Linked DNA regions of Mus musculus: regions 1, 2, 3 and 5 are each linked to region 4. A link is a contact called in public Hi-C, HiCAR-type and HiChIP or PLAC-seq data. All regions are on one chromosome and are shown on one strand. Each heading gives the region's core, a stretch centred on a gene start, on an enhancer-like site or on the middle of the called end of the contact. The rest is flanking DNA. Distances are from core to core; before and after follow the strand shown. Region 1 has its middle 56 kb from the start of Gm40638. Region 2 has its middle 81 kb from the start of Gm40638. Region 3 has its middle 80 kb from the start of 4930431F10Rik. Region 4 holds the start of Prdm1 (PR domain containing 1, with ZNF domain). Region 5 overlaps Crybg1 (crystallin beta-gamma domain containing 1).

What was found. HiChIP or PLAC-seq counts read pairs in DNA pulled down with a chosen protein or histone mark. A called contact is a pair of places that touch in the nucleus more often than the background predicts. HiCAR-type assays count read pairs that join an accessible place to other places.
Region 1: a contact with region 4 is called in a RAD21 HiChIP or PLAC-seq map of pro-B cells, with 6 times the contacts expected there. The contact joins the enhancer-like site here to the promoter of Prdm1 in region 4. A contact is called at or near these places in 1 of 39 promoter capture datasets (macrophages), 1 of 15 datasets of contacts at CTCF or cohesin (pro-B cells), 5 of 484 Hi-C or Micro-C datasets (embryonic fibroblasts, epidermal suprabasal cells, reprogramming fibroblasts and 1 more), 9 of 115 datasets of contacts at active chromatin or transcription factors (astrocytes, bone marrow-derived macrophages, a colorectal cancer cell line and 6 more) and 2 of 9 other capture datasets (embryonic stem cells and macrophages).
Region 2: a contact with region 4 is called in a HiCAR-type map of kidney, with 4 times the contacts expected there. The contact joins the enhancer-like site here to the promoter of Prdm1 in region 4. A contact is called at or near these places in 1 of 15 datasets of contacts at CTCF or cohesin (pro-B cells), 3 of 484 Hi-C or Micro-C datasets (embryonic fibroblasts, epidermal suprabasal cells and uterus), 9 of 115 datasets of contacts at active chromatin or transcription factors (bone marrow-derived macrophages, cardiomyocytes, a colorectal cancer cell line and 5 more) and 3 of 9 other capture datasets (adipose tissue, embryonic stem cells and macrophages).
Region 3: a contact with region 4 is called in an H3K4me3 HiChIP or PLAC-seq map of bone marrow-derived macrophages, with 3 times the contacts expected there. The contact joins the enhancer-like site here to the promoter of Prdm1 in region 4. A contact is called at or near these places in 1 of 39 promoter capture datasets (macrophages), 1 of 15 datasets of contacts at CTCF or cohesin (large pre-B cells), 7 of 484 Hi-C or Micro-C datasets (B cells, CD8 T cells, Th2 cells and 2 more), 7 of 115 datasets of contacts at active chromatin or transcription factors (CD8 T cells, bone marrow-derived macrophages, effector CD8 T cells and 3 more) and 4 of 9 other capture datasets (adipose tissue, embryonic stem cells, macrophages and 1 more).
Region 5: a contact with region 4 is called in a Hi-C map of CD8 T cells, with 4 times the contacts expected there. The contact joins the enhancer-like site here to the promoter of Prdm1 in region 4. A contact is called at or near these places in 3 of 484 Hi-C or Micro-C datasets (CD4 T cells, CD8 T cells and cerebral cortex) and 1 of 115 datasets of contacts at active chromatin or transcription factors (memory CD8 T cells).

Annotation. Positions count from the first base shown.
Region 1 is chr10:44,886,157-44,888,856 of GRCm38.p6, reverse strand. No RefSeq gene overlaps it. Among named protein-coding and RNA genes, the nearest start is that of Gm40638, 56 kb to the left of the region's middle. Within about 2 kb of position 1,371, at least 56 of the 459 cell types and tissues checked have an H3K27ac peak or open chromatin away from gene starts, as enhancers often do. A contact at or near this core is called in astrocytes, a colorectal cancer cell line, embryonic fibroblasts and 3 more, where this site is marked.
Region 2 is chr10:44,860,591-44,863,290 of GRCm38.p6, reverse strand. No RefSeq gene overlaps it. Among named protein-coding and RNA genes, the nearest start is that of Gm40638, 81 kb to the left of the region's middle. Within about 2 kb of position 1,415, at least 37 of the 459 cell types and tissues checked have an H3K27ac peak or open chromatin away from gene starts, as enhancers often do. A contact at or near this core is called in embryonic fibroblasts, kidney and uterus, where this site is marked.
Region 3 is chr10:44,817,466-44,820,165 of GRCm38.p6, reverse strand. No RefSeq gene overlaps it. Among named protein-coding and RNA genes, the nearest start is that of 4930431F10Rik, 80 kb to the right of the region's middle. Within about 2 kb of position 1,360, at least 10 of the 459 cell types and tissues checked have an H3K27ac peak or open chromatin away from gene starts, as enhancers often do. A contact at or near this core is called in bone marrow-derived macrophages, where this site is marked.
Region 4 is chr10:44,457,326-44,460,025 of GRCm38.p6, reverse strand. Prdm1 (PR domain containing 1, with ZNF domain) reads left to right here and starts at 1,278. Exons shown (of 7, transcript NM_007548.4): 1 at 1,278-1,559. The coding sequence starts at 1,518.
Region 5 is chr10:43,995,159-43,997,858 of GRCm38.p6, reverse strand. It overlaps Crybg1 (crystallin beta-gamma domain containing 1), which reads left to right. Exons shown (of 22, transcript NM_001368305.1): 4 at 1-807. Among named protein-coding and RNA genes, the nearest start is that of Gm40636, 28 kb to the right of the region's middle. Within about 2 kb of position 1,373, at least 79 of the 459 cell types and tissues checked have an H3K27ac peak or open chromatin away from gene starts, as enhancers often do. A contact at or near this core is called in CD8 T cells and memory CD8 T cells, where this site is marked.

The DNA.
Region 1 (2,700 bases), core at 122-2,621, 430 kb before region 4:
TAACTAAAATGAAGAGAATTCTAATATAATCTAAGTTTCTTATACTAGTTTCAACTTATACAGCAAAGGCAATCTTTCATTTCTTTATGGTTGCTTAGCTCCCCCATGGATAGTTTAGATGTACTGTATATCAGCAAGAGCTTTGGTTTTTGGCGTTGACAGAGAGGAGGACAAAGCACTATTTTCAAAAACGTGATTCAGTCAAAATTTGCAGTGCTTTGTTCACTTCCTAAAGACACCCTCACTTAGGAAATGTGTATCAAGAAACACAGTTATGTTAAGACTTTGAAAGTGTAGACACAAAGAAAGAATATTTAGTGAAACTGGAATTTTCTCTGCGAGGAAACCCAACAGAATGGATGAGAAGACCTGAAGGGTTCTTGAAAACAGAGCAAGAGAATCTTCCAAAGTAGAGGAAAGACTTTCAGAACATTCCCACTTGGGCCTTTACCCACTGTGATGAACGAGCTATCTGCTTAAGAGAAATGCTGTGGCCATCAAGTCCATTGGATGCTCCTGACAATTAGATGTCTGTCTCCATTTGAACTACTCTACTATTTTTTTTTTCCAAACAAAAAACTCTGACATCTTATTCTGCTCATTGGTGCAGGATTAAATTAAGGGGAAGATTTCCTTCTGGTCATCTTCCCTTACTTGACAGCTGCTCCCCTGACTTGGGACCACTGATGAGCAATTGATGATTTTTAATAAGAATCCACCAAATCAAGTGTTTTTTTTTTTAAGTTTCCTAAATGACTATCCTTATTTTCAAAGTAATCAGTGTTACCTGGACTTTATACTTTTCTGAGGCCTCCATGTGCGCTGAGATTATCAAAAGGAGGAGAAAGATGGACACAGAAGCTCAAGAAGAATCATTTCCCATTTCCAAGAGTGGTTAGGAGAGGAGGAAGTAGATCCTATGGGCCAATGTAGCCCATAATAGAAAGGGTTAGGTTTGGGTTATGGTTATGACACTGCCTAGAATAGAAAGCTATTTGTGGGCGGGTTGTTTGTGATATATCATCTTCCCTACCCACCTGAGAATGAATGATGCACATCAGCTACCAAATTCCATTACACACGCAAAACTCAGCTTTTCTCTGCCCTTTCTTCTCTTTCTTGCTACCAATACCCCAAAGCCAGGACTCAAGGCTTCTAGACACCACCAGATGAGTCAAGGTACTGCGGCCCAGACAAAGTAAGCATTGGCTCTGTCACCACACAGACACGAAGGCATCCGAGAAACCACAGCCCTCTGGCTCCCCTGCCCCTGCCTTCTTAATCAAACTGATGCAGAGGGTGTGTACAGAACTCATTCAGGGCGCACAAAAAGCACGCTGTTAAAATGCCTCGCAGCAGTTGGCCTGCAGAAAGGCCCATTGAGCTGTGATTCACTGAGGAAAAGGAAGGGTCCGAGGGCAGCCAATCAAAGCCTGACCCGAGAAGCTTGGCTCTTACAGGAAGCAGCCTAATTATGTTACTGTAATCCCCGGGTTTGCATTTTTCAGCCACCTCACAGACTTCAATGATTATGTAATTACGGAAAACTTCACAACAAACACGGAGATTCCTTCTGGAGGCCACATTGGAGACTGAAATGTGCATTAGAGTGTGGGAGGAACGCACACAGCTCACAAAGGGGAGAGCAAAGAGATTTATTGAACTTAAAAGGCCACATTTTAAAAGGGCCTCTACCAGACCTCCCTTTTCGTGTGCACATTTTTTGCACCTGCAACTGTTTGTGGGCTCGAGAGCAATAGCCCTCCCCCCTTTTCCCAAGAGACCACACTTTAATGCCTTGGCCCCAAATGTGTCATTTTCCTGCCAGGGGGGGAGAAATCAAAAGAAACCAAGTTTTTAGAACTTTGCTGTAAAGAAAATAATAGTTCTGAGAAGGATTGGAGCCACATTTTCAGGTTAGACACAGTTGTTAGAGAGATGTCAGAAGAGAAAACCTCCCTCTTCACTTTCCTTCCCGACTCTAAGTTCTGTGTTTCCATGGGTTCTGGGTGACATCTGTAGCATCCATTTTAGTGTGGGCTGCAGCAGGCTTTTGACTCTGAAGCATGTAACTGAACTCAGACCACAATGTTCAAAGTCAAGACAGCAAATGGACCTTTCTGATTCTTCCCAGAGAAGATGCCATATAAATTATTTCCATTAAAACAAACCTTTGATACCATAAGTGAATTGTGGAATTTTGGTAATGATGCTCATGAATGAAGTGCTGACAACTGGTCTTGCTTTAGATGGTGTTTGTGGGTAGGGCCCGGGTGAGAGCAGGGATCAAAACTCAGTTTTGGCCATCGATCCACTTCCTCCCTCCCCCACCACCCACCTCATATATTGAGATGAAAGTTAGGGCACAAAGTCTCGTTTAAATCATTATGAACTGTTGCATTCAAAGAGGCATCTGTGAACTTTTATAAGATTGGCCACGATTTGCCCAATTATTTCTCCATTCTCTATACACAGAATAGAAAGTTCCAGATCAAGGGTCACAATTGAAACAAAAATCCTCATGTACATATGAGCTAGAATGCATTACTAAATAAAAAATACAACAGAGCCCTTCCATGCATATAATAGCAAAAGCATGAACTTGATCAAATAGATGAGAGGAACAGATGTAGTAGGTCAAGTATACTTAGCTTGCGTTGGTATAACATGGAAGATACTGAAGATCTTCCCCATGGAATG
Region 2 (2,700 bases), core at 166-2,665, 400 kb before region 4:
AACTCTGTGTCAGGCATAGAAACAAAGAGGGCTACACTTTAGTATGGGAGGACTTGTGCATCTGGAACTACCAAACAGAGTGTGAAAAAGCCATGGGCTTTGGTGACTTTCGGCTTCCTGGGGTTCTAGGTTGAAAACCAGTCACGTAGGAGACGAATAGAGCTGCCCTGGGGGTGAACAGTTCCTTTTCTCCCCGTGAGGTGGTTCTTCTCCTCGAGAACCACGAGACACTGAGTGAGTGCATTCTCTCCTGGAGCCAAATCGTTCCCATTTACTACTCTCTCCTTGGAACCTGGCTCTCTACCTTGGCCATGACCAATGCTCAAAAAGTGTTTGTTGAATAAAGAAATATCGTAAAGCAATCACCTTCTTACCTTCCCCTTTGTTGTCTAATAATTAAAAAAAAATCAATATGCCGCTTGCAGGAGCTTCAGAAAAATGTCTCCACCCAAAAGTTCCCCACAATCCAAATGGGCAAAAAAATTTCCATTTTAATTTTTAAATATCAGAAGAATGGAGTGACCACAGTTTATACATTTCCCTTCTATTCTCCTCAGGGCCTGCGTTGCTCATTTAAATGCAATTTGCTTTATGTTTGGGTCAGTGGCTTAAGTCAGGAGGTTCTTACAGTAACTCAGTACTGTTGAAACCCGAGAACCAGGCAAGCAGCAGCCGGGGATCCGTGCATACAGCTGACCTAGTGAAGTACCAGGCAGCCCCCAAATTTTGGACGCAGATTCTCTGCCTAACATGGAAACAGTTGGCAAACGCCCGAAAAAGCCAGAAGGCCAGTCTCGATGACTAGGGAGACTGTGAACCAGAAAACTTCCGCCTTGGTATTTGAAAACCACACAGTATTTTACAACATTCCTGCCTATTAACTGCTGGGAAGGGCACTACCTTATTGCCTTTTGCATAATGGAACCAATCTTTCCCCTCAGAGGCCCTGTGTTGCTTTGATCCAGTTCAAAGGACAGGGGAATGATGACTAAGGACCTTGGGAACCAGACTGAGGGAATCTTACAGACAGACTCAAGGGTTTGGGGGTGGGGGTTGTTGTTGGTTTTGTTTTGTTTTTTAACTGACGCATCATTTTGATAAACAATCCCTATAGTCTGCGCACTTATCAGATTCCTCACCCAAATATTTGCTATTTATAAAACAATCAAGGAAACAGACTTGTGTTTATTATTCCTAAATCAGCAGCGGTTTGATGAATTAAAAACAGTCTTACTTTTTCCTCTTTCTTCTCCTCCACTAGCCTCCTGTAAAAGTGCCAAGATTATACACCCAACTCTCTCTTTAAACAGTAAAAACAAAAAATAAGAGTGACCTCCATGACCTGTACATTGCCTCTGCAAAGGGTACAGGTTGGGCCAACAGCCAAGCCCCACAAGCACTAGAGGTCGATGTTTGGAACTGATTGGGTCGGAAAGGGATGCAGTCCATGTCTGTTTCCGGTTCACAGAGGCCTCGACGTCACTACATAGTTTGGATGTCTGACTAGCTTCCTGACTTTGAGAGTCTCTTTCTTTAAACACGAGGGACCAACTCTGGAGAGGAAAGAGAAGACAACACGCAAGAGTCTGGCTCCCCTGGCAGCCACTCTCAGGATGGCTCCTCTCGACGAGATTTAAACAGAATGATGTGGATAGTGTTCTGGGAGGAGGACGGAGTGCCCACACGCATGCTCAGAGCCCCTTAGTATGGAAGGCCACAACTAGGCAGCATACGTTTTAGGAAGCCGCCTCTTCATGACATAGTGCTTCAAGTTTAGAAAACCCCTCTGAAGCTAAATCATCTCTACCCTGTGCCAAGATGGATGCATTCCTGTTTTACACACGTGAGACAAACGTAAACACAACTAAATTCCTTTCTAAAGGAGACAAACTGGCCAGATCATCAGGAGAAGGGAACTAAAGAATTGCAGTGGAAAGATAACCATAGCAAGATTCCAGGCCTGCTGGGACTGTCCCTTGCCCAGAGCTGCCCCAAAGCTCAGCATACGTGTGTCTACACTTACGCCTTTGTTGAGTGCTCCTGACTTGGTCTTTCCACTCATAAGTATGCTAATAGGAGGAACGGTAAGCTTTTTCTGCGGTTACAGCTCTTGTTCTGTTGCTCTTCCTCTAGAACCTGCTACCCTGCCTTAAAAACTGCTTTCTGCTCTGCCAAGGTGACTCTACCTTCATATGGTAGGAAAGCTCTTTTTTGGTTTGGCTAAGCATTCCATAGAAATTCCATAGAAAATGGTAGGAGGTACAGCCATGAACCATGAATCTGTCTTCGTGTGTGTGTGTGTGTGTGTGTGTGTGTGTGTGTGTGTGTGTGTGTGCTAGTGTGGTATGTGTGTATGTAGATGCAACTTGCTGACTATAAGGTGCTGTGGATATTTATAAGAAAGAACATATGATGACCAAAGCTCACATTCACTGTTACAAAAAGCTCATGATCCTAAGAAAAACTTCAGCAAATGTGGCAGAGCCTAAGAGGAAGGAGTGCTTTCTACTCACAAAATACAATACAAGCAGCCAGGATGGCACAGTGGCCACAAGGAGGTTTTGAACTCCAGTGAAACTCAAAACCAGATTTAGGGGGCAAGTGGGCGGGGACATGTTTGTGTTGGAGGGGACATGTTTGGGTTGGAGGGGACATGTTTGTGTTGTTTTCTCTTAAAGCACAATGGAATAACCAGGGAAG
Region 3 (2,700 bases), core at 111-2,610, 360 kb before region 4:
AGAGAGAGAGAAAGAGAGAGAGAGAGAGAGACTAAACTTGACTCCAAAGAATCTAGCATGCCCTTGACAAAGAATAGCTCTTGATAGAAAATTTTAAACTTATCTTTTGTTTTTGATACATACTGTTTCTTTACCCTTTCCATTTCTCACATAGGGCTCATCTTTCAGTGGTCTGAGCTAAGTGGAAAAAAGCTTGCTCAATCTCAGAATTCAGTCATTTCTTTTCGGTCATCTATTACTGTTAAATTTGTTAATATTGATGTAGGAGAAATCCACAGGACAGTAAATGCATCCATATAAATGGGCCACCATTAATCTAGCTTTTACAAATGTTAATTGGAGTGGGGTGGGAGCGTGACCAACAAGCATACATTTGTATGTCTGCTTCCTTCGATGTTTTCTTCATTTTCAATCTACCAATTCTCTGTTTTCCTTTTGAACTCTTCAGCATGGTTGAGTCTGGGAAAAGATAGCTTTCCATCTTCTCTTGAAGTTGAGCTGCATTCTAGGTGTTTTATCTTGTTGTCTCGGCAGTACTTTCTCATACTTACTTTCCACTGCCCATCCCCCATTGCCTAGGCATGTCCCTACTGTCACTTATGGCTCCTGTACTGAGAACAGGATATGAATACAGAAAAGAGAAAGTACTTGATAGCAATGACAGGAATGAGTGTACTTAAGACACTCATGGTAATATAGGTCCCATAGCTCCTTGCTGGGGTTAGGCATTCTCTTGGCCAAAGTTGATGTAAGAGAACTAAGTGACTGGAAAAGCGTGGTCCAATGTCTTTTCATCCACCCTAGTTGATGCTGGGGCTTATCCATGATAATATTTAAAACTGGGAATTCATCTTCAAGTTAACTATTAGAATGAATACATATCTTTTTTTGTCTCTTGGTTTCAGTGAGGAAAGACAGAAGTTCTATTTTCTTTTCTGAAGAAGAGAGGACACCCTATCAAGGAATCAGAAGATACACACTCACAAAAACAAGATGGAGCCATGAAAACTTGAGTTTTCTCAAGTGTCAATTTTCTATGTGGAAGACACCATTTTGCTATGGTTAGCTCCTAAATGTGCTGTGAAGATGAACTGAGTTAATACAAACATTTATAAACTTGGAGGCTACATAAAGATCAACTCGTGTTATTACTTTATTTTTTATTAATTCTTCTTGGCCTTTTCTTTAATGTTTGTTTCACATATATTGATGAGTTTTTTGAATATTGAAAGTTCCTTTTTTTGTAGTTTGATTTTTTTTTTTTTTTAACACCAAGGCTTGCCTCTGAGTTCCTTAAAAGTCTTGATTATAGTGTCACCGTTTCTGGAAAAAATTTTAGCCCCAGCTGGCAAACAATGAGTCATCATTTAAAAGTATTACTGCTGGAGTTTCTGTGGTTTGAATATGCTTGCCCCATAGGAAGTAGCACTTGTAGGAGGTATGGCCTTGTTGGAGTAGGTGTGGCCTTGTTGGTAGGGGTGTGTCACTGTGGAGGTGGGCTTTGAGGCTCCTATGCTCAAGCTCTACCCAGTTGGGAAGTGAGTCTCCTCCTGGATGCCTTTGGATCAAGATGTAGAGCTCTTGACTCTTCTGGCACCAAGTCTGCCTGTATGATGCTATGCTTCCTACCATGATGATAATGGACTGAACCTCTGAACTGTAATACAGCCCCAACTAAATGTTTGCCTTTATAAAAGTTGCCATGGTCATTATGCCTCTTCACAACAATGCAACTGTAACTAGGACAGATTTTTAGTTAATTTGAGTTAGAAAGCACATCCTTTATGGACTTTTTTTTTTTTTTTTTGTCTCACATGTTTACTGCTTATTAAGAAAGAGACCTATGGAAACTTGATAGATCCAAAGTACACATTTTGAAAAGTTTTTACTTTATTAATACAGGATCAAAACACATGTATTCTGCCTGAAACAGTGTAATGGAGCCTATATATTCTAATACATATGAGGACATTTCGAATAGCTATATATTGTCTACATAGTTATTACTTAGGTATTAAACTTCCCATTCTTCCATAAGCATTATTCATTAAAGATATATTTTTTTAGCATCATCTTTAAAATGAAAACAGCACTTGTCATTGAGATTAAAATTAGTCTTACCAATTTAACATTCAAAATTCGATGTTAAAAAACTGAAGACCAGAGGTCAGCAACAATAACAAGAAAATAACCCAAAACCTCTGGGTTCTCCTTTGTTGAGAGATAGGCATAAAAATAGTTGACTAGAAAGAATACGCAAAGAGATGAGCAAAGGATGCCTATTAACATCAGAATAAAAATAATGGCAATTAGTAGACGGACATTAGTGGGGAAACCAAACCAAGCTCTACACCATTCTCTGTCTTTAAATCTGGTTTGTAACAATGTAGTTGTTGAAGGGTAATATTTTAGAAAAAAATGAGATATTACTGTAGCTATTAGTTTTCAAATATTAAAATAACACATAATAGTACACCCACTCTTCTACTGGAGCCATGTGATCCAGCAGTGACAATGGTGACTGAAGTTTCAGAAGACTATAGGAAAGCTTTTTGGAACCCTTGACCTCTAAAGATGAATCACAGTGTAGATCCTTTGCTCTTGGAACAAAGCTCTGCCAGTATTGGCAGGTAAGTACTTTCCTTCTGAGATACAACTCTTGTGTCTACTCCTGGGACACACAAGAAACTAAACATCATG
Region 4 (2,700 bases), core at 29-2,528:
TTCATTTCTTCCTGTAAACAAATACTCAAATGTCCACTTCATTGTATGACTAAGTTGGTATCATTAGGTTGGGTCTGGGTGTGTGAATGTGGGTGTGGATCTGGATGTGGGTGGGTGTGTATGCCCCGTGTGTTTAGAATACTAGAAAAGATACCACATCGTAAACTTTTGGGAGAGATGATTTTTAAAAATGGGGGTGGGGGTGAGGGGAACCTGCGATGAGGCAAGCAAGATAAGGGGAAGACTTGAGTTTCTGTGATCTAAAAAGTCGCTGTGATGGGATGCTGGCTATAAATGGGCCCTTAGCAGCATTGTTTCTGTGAATTGGAGGATCCCTGCTGAAGGCAAAAGACCATTGAAGGAAGTACCGCATCTGGTTTGTTTTGTAATGAGAAGCAGGAATGCAAGGTCCACGCTCTTAATAATAAACAAACAGGACATTGTATGCCATCATCACAGGATGTCCTTCCTTCTCCAGAAGACAGACTGGGGCTGAAGGAAAAGCCGGCCAGGCTCAGAACGAGCCCCACTAATTACTGCCTCCAACAGCTTTCCACTCACTGCCCCCAGCCCAACATCCCCTTTTTAACTGGGAAGCATTCCTACTCTCCATTGTACGCACACGCTCGGAAGCCTGGCTGTGGGTTTGGGCATGAGAGGCAGGGACAACAAAACCAGTATATATGATTATAACTTTTTCCTGTTTCCCTATTTCCAAATGGTCGAAAGGAGGAAGTTAGGTCTACCTAAGCTGAATGTATTCAGTTAGCAGGAGAAATGAAATCCTATACGTTTAATACTAGAGGAGAACCGCCTTAGAATATTTATTTCATTGGCAATGACTCCAGGACTACACAGCGAAATTGTATTGCATGTGCTGCCAAAATACTTTAGCTCTTTCCTTCGAAGTACGTCGGATCCTGTAATTGAGACACCGAGTTTAGGTGACTAGGGTTTTCTTTTGAGGAGGAGTCCCCCACCCCGCCCCGCTCTGCCGCGACAGGAAGCTAGCGATCCGGAGGACTTAGAATACAATCGTAGTGTGGGTAAACATGGAGGGCAAGCGCCTGCAAAGGGAAGTAAGAAGATTCCCAGTCCTTGTTGAAATCCATTTGCAAACAGAGGAAGCTGCCGCGGGTCGCAGTCGGTGGGGGGAAGCCCTGAACCCCACGCTGCACGGCTGGGCTGGCCAGGTGCGGCCACGCCCCCATCGCGGCGGCTGGTAGGAGTGAATCAGACCGTCAGTATTGGTAAAGAAGTCTGCGGCAGGGCAGGGAGGGGGAAGAGTAGTCAGTCGCTCGCTCACTCGCTCGCTCGCACAGACACTGCTGCAGTGACACTCGGCCCTCCAGTGTCGCGGAGACGCAAGAGCAGCGCGCAGCACCTGTCCGCCCGGAGCGAGCCCGGCCCGCGGCCGTAGAAAAGGAGGGACCGCCGAGGTGCGCGTCAGTACTGCTCAGCCCGGCAGGGACGCGGGAGGATGTGGACTGGGTGGACATGAGAGAGGCTTATCTCAGATGTTGGATCTTCTCTTGGAAAAACGTGTGGGTACGACCTTGGTAAGGAACCAGATTCTGTCTTTAATACGATTTGAAACCTTTTATCCCTTTTTCTTTCTTCCTTTTTTTTTTAACTTTTCTTTTCTCCCCCCTCCCCCTTTTAAAAAAAAAAAAAGAATGAAGCCTCAGTAGAAACCAGCGCTTCTGTTTTAGTACGCGGAGCACTGTCAAACATTTAGAAGACTTTTTTCCTCCGTATGAATCATTAACCCTTTCAGTTCTAGACATAATTGTCAATTCACTGAAATTTCAGTAGTGGTTCTTGTCCGCTTCGCCACTCGCTGCCTTTACATTACTGTAACTATCCCGGGTTGACTTAGGTTTTCACTTGTATTTAACATCGTTTGTTCCACATGACCTTACATGTTGGAACTAAATAAGAATGAGATAGTTTAAGTTGTACCCGGGACAAGGACAAGTAAGCATCTTTCCCCTTCTCGGAGCGTCCTATCTAGGGACGAATTGTAAAGACCAGCTCCGGAGAGGGACTCCCGCTGTACTGTGTTTACATTTTCACAAGCGCGCGTTCTAACATGGTTATCCTTATTCCTAATTTTTATCTGCGGCGTCTATGTGGGAATACGTTGCAGAGGCTGTTTTATCTTTCTTGCTTTTCCTCTTTGGAAAGGACTTTTTCCGAGGGCAGATAAGAGGAGGATCCCCAAGTCTTCTGTATAACTTTAGTTACAGTAAACTGTGCCACTTCAGTGACTTCTGGGAATTCATGCACTTTCACATTTAAATAGAAAGTGCTATTTGTGGCTGAGGGCTCCTAAAGGAATTCTCTTCAGGGAATTCTATTGACTTTTTTTTTAATATGTTTTGTTTTTAATTTTTCTATCTGGCTCGAGATGCCCACGGATTAAAAAAACAAACAAAACTGCTGGGTGTTTCCCTCTTCCCCAATTTTTCTTTTCCTGTGGTCCATGGGAGCTCGGGAAGGCTGGTACTCAAGGATGCTGGCAGGATGCAACCCCTCTCAGGCTTGCCTGCTGGAGGATGAAAGAGACTGAACGCGCGCGCGCGCGCGGCAGAGGGAGGGGACCTAGTTGTTTTGAAAGTTGCTTCGCTAGGGAGCTGGTGGGAAAGTTCAGTTTTCCCCATTTGGAAAAGGCAGACTGGGTTCCGCTCCTGCACCACA
Region 5 (2,700 bases), core at 124-2,623, 460 kb after region 4:
GCTATGCCTCCCATTCACGAGGACAGTTTGGAAAAGGTGTTTGATCCCAACGTGTTCACCATTGGTTTAGGGAAGAAGAAGGAAAGCCTGGCAGAGGTGTCACCAGCTTTGCACTTGTTGCAGAACCACGACCCCATATCCAAACTGAGAGCCAAGCGTGCATCCACCGAGCAGAGCATCGTCTTCAAGTCCTTGCACACTAACAGTAATGGGAAGAGCGAGCCACAGACCACTTCAGAAGCAAGTGACAAGGAGAACAGGGACATCAACAGCGGCGGCGTTAAGAGGTCACGGCTAGAAAACAGCACGCTTTTCTCAAGCATGCTTTCTTCTCTGCCACAAGACAAAGTCTTTTCTCCCTCCGTGACGTCAGTCAACACAATGAGCACATCTTTTAGCACTTCTCAGAACAGCTCCGTATCTCAGTCATCAGTGGTACAGCCCAGGAAGGAGGGTGGCCTGCCCTGTGGCTCAGACAAAGAACAGCCACACCTTGCACCCCACAACTCCTTAAAGGTCTTCAATTTCAATTCATCAAATACATCTCGTCTGGGTTCCAGCCACATGGAAAAGTACCCACAAAAAGAGGGAAGCAAGGAAGATGTGAATTCTCAGGGCAACCTACAATTGCCAGAAAACAACCTTTCAGACTTACCCAAACTGAAGAACAGCGATGGCGTGGAAGGTATTCTGAAGTCAAACCTGCCGAATGTTGGGAGCGTGGACGCGGACTTCCTGGGCCTTTTCAAAGCAAGCCGGTATGACCCAGGCCATTCCTTTTCTGGAATGTCCTTATCAGACTCTATGGTAAGTACTAATTCTTATTTAGATGGGATGTTTCTAAACCTAGAGGCAGTGAGGGGCTCAGGTTGTATTTTTACAGGGGTTGTACATGTGCAATAAGTTTCTATTTGTTTACCATGTACCTTTTGTTTTGTTTTGAGACAGGGTTTCTTTGTGTAGCTCTGGCTGTCCTGGATTTAGTTGTGTAGACCTGGCTGGCCTTGAATTCACAGAGATCCACCTGCCTCTGTGCTATGATTAAAGGTGTGCACCACCACTGCCTCACCCCTCTACCCCTACCTCTGTGCACTTTTAAATCTATGTGCAAGGAACTCTTGGAGTCCAAGAAACAAAGACACCAACACTTCCTCCCCCAAGACATTTGTGGCCAAGCCGGGAGAATAAGTTATGTTTCAAGGCATTTGTGAATGTCAGTGTTGTACTATGGAAAGTATAGGAAAGATGCTTTGAGCGATCAGAAAACCTAGGAGACTCGTATTCTTTGTATTCTCTGTAAAAACACTCAGTGCTATATTTAGAATTTTCAAGATGTGTGAAACAGCTTCCTCTACTTGCAAAGGCCCCGCCCAGCCCAAGGATCCCCCTTCTCCTTCCTCTTTGCTCTGAGGTTTCACTCGCTCTCCATAATCGTCATATGTGTAGTTGGGAAACTACCTAAATGGGAATTTGTCTTCCTCAAGTTTGTGGCATAAAGTTTAGTTTGCATTCGTTCTTTCCCTGATAGAGGGAGCTGCAAAATGCAGCTTCCATTTCTTCCTCTCTGAACTGCCTGAAGTTTCCTCTTTGATGGAGACTGAACGTAGGGCCTTTTGTTAGTAAGCACGCTGTTTGTTGCTGGGCCCCATCACCAGCCCAGGATTGTTTGTGCCCTTCTGGTTCCAAGCTCCCTGTTTAAGTTGAGGGAGACTGTGCCTATAACTTGCTTTGCAGTGAGCAAAGCTGTCAGGCAAGTAGAGACATGACCACAGAAAGGACCTGGCGCCCTTCTTCACTGGGCAGGGTGTGGAGGTGGTTTTTGCTATAATCCTCTCATGTTCTGTGATTTTGGAAGCTTTTTCAAAATACATGGTTGGCTAGTTGTGATGAGACATGTCACCAATCACAGCACTCAGGAGGCCAAGGCAGGTAGACAGAAAGTTCAAGACCTGCCTCAGCTGTTTAACATGACTCTGACTAACACACACGTGCACACACACAGGTTTTCAGCATTATTACATGCAGGTTCTCTTTTTCATGGATTTTGTAAACTAATAGATTTTAAACTTTTTCCTAATTAATTAATTAACTAATTAACTTATATCCTCGTCACTGGCCCCCCAGGTCCCCCCTCACACAGTCCCTCCCCTATCCCCACCTCCCCTTCTCCTCTGAGAGGGTGGGGCCCACCGGTGTATTCTCCTGCCCCCACCATGGCACATCAAGTCTCTCCAAGGCTAGGTACATCCTCTTCCACTGAGGCCAGACAAGGCAGCCCAGCCAGGGGAATGGGACCCATAGCCAGGCAATAGCTTTAGGGATAGTCACTGCTCTGGTTGTTGGGAGACCCACATGAAGACTGAGCTGCATATCTGCTATGTATGTGCCAGACCCAGCCTGTGTATGCTATTTGGTTGGTGGTTCAGTCTCTGAGAGGCTCCAAGGGTCCTGATTAGTTGACTCTGATGGCCTTCCTATGGAATTCCTGTTCCCCTTTGGAGCCTTCGATCCTTTCCCCATATCTTCCATAAGAGCCCTCGAGCTCCATCCAGTGGGTTTGTGAAGACCCATTTACCTTTGAATATTGAGATCTCCGAAGAACTTTTGTTTAATTGTGCAGCACATCTATATTAGAATTTCATGTGGGAACTCAGCCCCCCAGAAAACACGTGTGAATACTTCAGAGCAATGGCGTGCTGT